Regions from separate parts of the Arachis hypogaea genome. Here region 1 is linked to region 2. A link is a contact called in public Hi-C data. All regions are on one chromosome and are shown on one strand. Each heading gives the region's core, a stretch centred on a gene start, on an enhancer-like site or on the middle of the called end of the contact. The rest is flanking DNA. Distances are from core to core; before and after follow the strand shown. Region 1 holds the start of LOC112801082 (methylsterol monooxygenase 2-2). Region 2 holds the start of LOC112801063 (pathogenesis-related homeodomain protein).

Region 1 (3,286 bases), core at 24-2,523, 650 kb before region 2:
GAAAAAATCACGACTGGTAGATTGACACCAAAATGGTACAGTATTAAGCGAATGATACATTTCTCCTGAGCTGCAGGGCTATTATTTTTCCCCTGGATGAAAGCAAGCAATAATGAAGTTTTCAAATCTAACAGACCAAGCTTCCCAAGACAAAAATGGGAAAAGAGAAAGAGATCTTAGAAGCTGCATATTTAAGTTTCTCCTATTCAAATCAACAAGAAAAATGATCATATTAAAGTAAACTCCCAATCTCATTCCTAACGAAATTGAAACATATGAAGAACAAAAACACTGGCCTTTAAATTGACAAATTCATCTCTTACTATTCATGAAAGAGTGAAAAAATTATTTCTTCTGGACAAAACATGAACACTTTCGGGAGGATTAATATAATATGTTCACTGTTTTAAACACATAGAACAATGCAGAACGATATATCTATTTGGCATTGAAATTTTGCTTATGTAGGAGATACAGATGAGGAAGAACAAACTTTCTAAGGAATGACCAACCAAAAAGGTTGAAATCATCATCAACTAGAACCATTTGATTTCCTTGCATACATGACATAAATAAATCACACAATTAATACATAAAATTGATTTTATAGCTGAATAACAATGACTATCATAGGGAATATATCAACCATTGCCAAAGCAAATTACATTGATCCTTGGAGCTTTGAGTAAACATCCACAAAGCAATTAACAACTTAGGAGAGAAAACAAGCATATATAGATAAATCATAAAAGTTAAATATATAAAGTATATAGACAAACCTGAATCTTATAATTGCTGAGCCATCCAACTCTTTCGAACCAAACAAAAGGAAGTCCAGATAAGAAGAAAACGCTCTCATGCAGAAAGAAACTCCCAAAACATGCCAATTGAAAGTCACTGAAATGCGTGATCAAAAACTGCAATCACACAGGGAAAAAATCAAAAAAGAAAGAAGGAAAAACAAAGTTCAAATATGTAAAAAAGAGTCAAACATTGAAAAAGAAACAAACACCAATTCTAAATGGGCACATTGTAAAAATTATGAGGTGCGTTCAAAGTTGAGATCTTTATTAACGAACGAATGAATGAAGTGAAATGTAGGAAAAAGACAGAACCTGCCAACCGGATTCAACGAAGGAAGCCATGGATGGTACAACCCAGAAAGAGAATTTGCGAAGAGAGAGAGAGAGAGTGCACATACCAAGGTTTGTACTCTTCTTGGGGAGGGTCCTTCTCCTTCACACACATGCACACTTTCTGTTTTAGAAAAAAAAAAACATTTTTTTTATTTTTTACACAAAAATTGTAAGCACTAGTCATTGATAAGTCCTTACTAGAGAAGGCCATATCGCCATCTCGGCCACATTATTATTTGTTTTTCTTTATCTTTTTTTTTTTTAACACAAAATTAACCATTCCATGTTGTATATGAATATTTTCATGTGGATCAGTGGATCCAAAGCATGCTAGTGTTCCGATAAATTCTCTCGCTCTCTTTTTTTTTTTTCCTTCCTTTGCTGAACCGGACTTATCACTTATGATTTAAAACGTGGTCCATCATAAAAAGAGATCCTTGAATTTGAGATATGTAGATTAAGAAATTAAGATACTCACTAACTTGATCACCCTCACATTAATAAAAACCCACATTTTACTAATGCGCCCTGTTATACTATGTTAAATTGTTAATACTAATGAGCTAAGGAGAATGAAGGAATGAAGCTTATGCACTAAGTTGCACTCATGTTCCATCTTGGATTTTAGCATTATCAACAATTTTGGCTTTCAAATGTAAACTTTTTATAATCCCATCTGAATTTTATCAACCAACAGTTTCTGAATAAAATTTTGCTTGTATATACATCGTTGAATAAACAATAGAAACTGTAATTCCGCAAAAATATAGCTTGAGAAACTGATAAGTGATCCAGTTGGAAATGGCAAGATATATCAAATCCTTATTTCACAATACAAATATGGATTGTCCAATTATTATTTTTATATTTAACTCAAAAAATAGTAGCGTATAAACCGAAAGTGAAACATGGCCATCAAACTTTAGTTATATGATTTTCATCAGGCAACCAAGCAAACAACTCTTCTCTCATCAACGCAACTGATTTTGAATTGCAGTTCACTTTAATTTAAAAATAATTTAAAATCTCAAAGGATGAAGACAATATAATTCTCTTGCAAAAATTTAGGGAAAATTTCAAGAGACCATTCAAAGAAAGAGGCATAAAACAATCAAGAATCTAGTTTGTCCTGGGGGTAGCCCATTCAACTCTGAGGATGAGATTGTCATATCCATATCCATTGAGCTTGTTAATTGCTCTCTGTGCATCTTCCCTGTTTACAAAGTTAACAAATCCAAATCCTCTGCTCATGCCCGTCTTTTGATCTATAGCAACATAGACTCTGCTCACTGCGCCAAATGGGCGGAACAGTTCGAGCAAATCAGGCTCTCTTGTGTCCTCCGATAAGTTAGTGACCCTCACAGAGTTCTCATCATTCCTGCGCCGCATGTCCGATCCAGTTCTCTCCGCACCGGCTCTCATTCCAGGAGGCACATATGCTCCCTTTGTTGAACCAGGAACAGCAGCTGCAGCATCAGATGTTGGAGGCTTGTCGACAAATCCCTCTGACGGTGGAGCAAGATCCTTGTAGGGACACCTTGAAGTCCAGTGGTCACCCTTCTTCCCACAAGTCCTACAGACCATAAGAACAGCACCTTTCTGACCTAATGAATCACCAGTAGCCTTTGGTTCCTCAGTTTTGGCACCTGTTAACAAGTTGCAAAAGTCAATATTAATTCGAAACCAAAAGTACAAAACCCTAATATGATAACACATACACCTACAGGATGATGCACATAAACGTAGCTTTGACAAGAGTCTAATAGATGCAGGTACAAGATGAATGTAAACTGTTAAAGTATTAACTAAGGGTGGCAAACGGGCCTAAACCCGTAGGGCCGGCCTGCGCAACCCGCCAAAAAAGGCGAGTTGGGTTGGAAAATCGGGACCGCCAAATAACAAAATCCCTCCTAACCCGCACCGCTTAAACCGTGGGCTTTGGCGGGGCGGGGCGGGCTTCCCCGCCGGATTAAGGTTTTTTTAGTGAGGGGGTATTTTTGTAATTTTTTTGCCAAAACCTAACTTCCCCCAACCTAACTTACAAGAGTATGAAGATAAAAATTGAGTGTTTTGAATTATGTTTATGTTATTTTAGAGACAATATTTATAATTATGTTTTGGATTATGTTTATTTTGCTTTAGAGAGAATA
Region 2 (2,944 bases), core at 150-2,649:
AATCTTACTCTCAACTTTAAAACTAACTAATCACTCCTAACACAATAAATAAAACAAAATGAAAAAAAATCATTGCTGCTAATGACTATGGCCATGGCTCATGAGATGAGATTGTATAGTGATAGCGAAGGAGGGAACGAAAATGAAATGGAGCCAAGTCACACTCCTCATCTCCCTTTATACAACTGAAGTCAAACTTAAACATCAATTGACACCAGTTCCCAGAACAAGGCTTGCTTCTTACATGGAGACAGCCTACAACACGTTACCTGCATGGCGGACATGTGGCGATTCGATCTTATCACGCATCCTGCGTGTTAACCAGATGGAGATACGTGGCTTGCGCGTGTTTGGAGCCGCTGGTATCACGGATGTTGTGTGTTGCTCTGCAGTTGCTATGTGACGAATTTCTGTTGGAAATCTCTGATAAAGTTGACTTGGAAAATTGTGCCGAATCTCTGCTACGTCAACACGTTACCTGCGTGTTGCTTGGGAACACGATACGTGACAAATTTCTGCTAAAAATCTCTGCTATGAGTATCATAGAACCTGCGTGTTGAGCAGTATTTCTAACACCTTTATAATTCTGTAAAACACTTTAAACACCAATTTCTTTTTTATATCTAAAATAATTTTCGGCACTAGAATACCATCTTCATGACATAATGAGTTTTGTATTTTGTCTTTACTCTTTAAAAACACTTTTTGTATTTTGACTACGAGTGTCTTTGGAAATGTTTGAAAAATCAAATTTACTTTAATAATTATTTATTAGTATATTCAATTTTTAGTATAATTAATTATGTAACCATTACTTTTTATTTAAATATTTTAGTTGAAAAATGATTACATGATAATTTTCTTTTGTATCTGGAATGTGTAGAAAAAATTGTTTTAAAATGATATTATTACAGAAAAGGTGTAAAATTATCATTTTATATTATTTAATATAATATTATAAATAGATGCATAATATTATATAAGATTTAGTTTAATAAATCAATCAAATACCTCAGGGGTCTAACCTAACTGAATATGTTCTTTTGATATGTGTGTGTTTAATTTTTTATGCTTAAGATACAATGTTTAAGGTACAATGTTTAATATTATACGATAATTGCCATATATTTGAATTCTTTATAATTTGTTAAAGATCATTGTGTCCTTTAATTGCTAAAATGATACAGAATTAGTCAACAAGAACCCTAATCTTAGTTGATTACATAATAGGTCATTTCAGCTGCTTACAGTACTGTCATACAATAAGTATAAAATACTATATAATTATATGGCTACACATAATAAGCTTTTATATATATTTATATTACTTTTAGTGTAAAATAGTTGTCATGTATAGTTGTTAAAATCCATTATTTCTTATTTATATAACATTTTTCTAACGCATTTTGAATTGTTATTCTCACGCAAATAATGAAATGCCTTTAAAAACCACAATGGCAATATCTTCAATTCACCAAGTAATAATTTCGTTTGCTTTCCACAATACACATCTTTCATTTGATGGAATTTATCCTCTTCGAAAAGGAAGAATTTTCTGTCTCTTCTACATATCACATTTCATTTGAAAATTGAGAGACAATATCAAAGAATTGTCAAAGGGGAAATTTGCTTGTGTTTGTGGCAAAGATGCAATTTCGGTTAGAAATTAAGAGAGGGACAAAACAACAGTGGTGAACACTTTTTTCTGGGACTGTAATTATATAAGAAGGTACACAACACATTACACAACAAAAGTGGAGTTAATGGGGGAAGAAAAGAACTAGGAAGAAGAAGAAGAATAACAACAAGAAACATTTAAAGCTTAGCCGTTGTTTCTAGTCTATCTGTGAACATTGGGATTCTGAGTCCCAATTTCACATTCATATAACCCACTCAGTTCAAAAGGTTCAATGGTTTTTGCTTTGCCTTTTGAGATAGCTTCAGTGCTACATAAAGTTCAGATCTTTCACCGTACTTTGACTTCTTTACAGGTTAGTTTCCTTAATTGGCCTTAAACTCGAGTGGGTTTCTCGTTGTTTTTGGGTTTGAACTTGTGGGGTATTATAAAAAATTGAGCTTGCATCTTGTGGTGTCTTAACAAAAATTAAGGTCTTGTGGCTTTCTTTTCTTTTTCTTTCTTTGTTTGGACCAAAAATTTGGCTGTGGATAAATTGCCTTGGGGCTGGAAGTGTTTGTTAGCTTAGTTGAGTCATGGTTCTTAAAAGGACTAATTGAATTTGTTTAGTGATCATGGTCTAGAACATCATAAGAGTTTTCTTCTTCCACTGAATTTGTTTAGTGATATTCTCAGCTGAACTTGTGGGTTATACATGATCAATTAATATGCGAGATACTGAGAAAAAGTTAAATAAGAGAGGATTTAGAAAATCCAGTCACTCAAGGGAACATACTGATTCAAAGCTTGATTTGTCACCGAGATTCGAAACAAGTAGTAACAAAGGCCAAGGGAAGAAGCAGAAATTGAAATCGAAACCTCACAAACTCGTTGTTTGCACAGCCACATCAAGGGGCACAGCAACTGATTCTTCTTCCATCAAGGGGTCAATCAAAGATGCTTCAAGTGAAAAATTGATTGTTGGACAAAATATGCATTACAATGATGGGAAATCTTTGCAGATGCTCTCTTCGACAAAGCAACCGGGGGAGAAAATTTCTTTTTGTCCTATTGTCGACAGGAACGATGCTGATGGGGAAGTGAATATTCAAAAAGTTAAGAGAAGGAGAAGGAGGAAAAGGCGAAGGGATAATGTGGATCTTGATGATGCTTTGCGCCTGCAGAGGAGAACAAGGTATCTGTTAATCAAAATGAAGGTAGAGCAGAACCTTATGCATACTCTGGAGAAGGCTGGAAAGGTCAAAGGTACTAATTTTTTATTTTCTTTAAGCTGTCTATTTTTCTTATTGTCATTGTTAGAGAATCTGT

The links. A called contact is a pair of places that touch in the nucleus more often than the background predicts.
Region 1: a contact with region 2 is called in a Hi-C map of leaf, with 8 times the contacts expected there. The contact joins the promoter of LOC112801082 here to the promoter of LOC112801063 in region 2. A contact is called at or near these places in 6 of 8 Hi-C or Micro-C datasets (leaf and an unstated tissue).

What each region holds. Positions count from the first base shown.
Region 1 is chr5:30,361,475-30,364,760 of arahy.Tifrunner.gnm2.J5K5, reverse strand. It overlaps LOC112801082 (methylsterol monooxygenase 2-2), which reads right to left and starts at 1,273. Exons shown (of 7, transcript XM_025843615.3): 1 at 1,116-1,273; 2 at 780-917; 3 at 1-92. The coding sequence starts at 1,199. It overlaps LOC112803376, which reads right to left. Exons shown (of 2, transcript XM_029298295.2): 2 at 2,121-2,782. The coding sequence ends at 2,256.
Region 2 is chr5:29,707,296-29,710,239 of arahy.Tifrunner.gnm2.J5K5, reverse strand. LOC112801063 (pathogenesis-related homeodomain protein) reads left to right here and starts at 1,399. Exons shown (of 10, transcript XM_072236985.1): 1 at 1,399-2,881.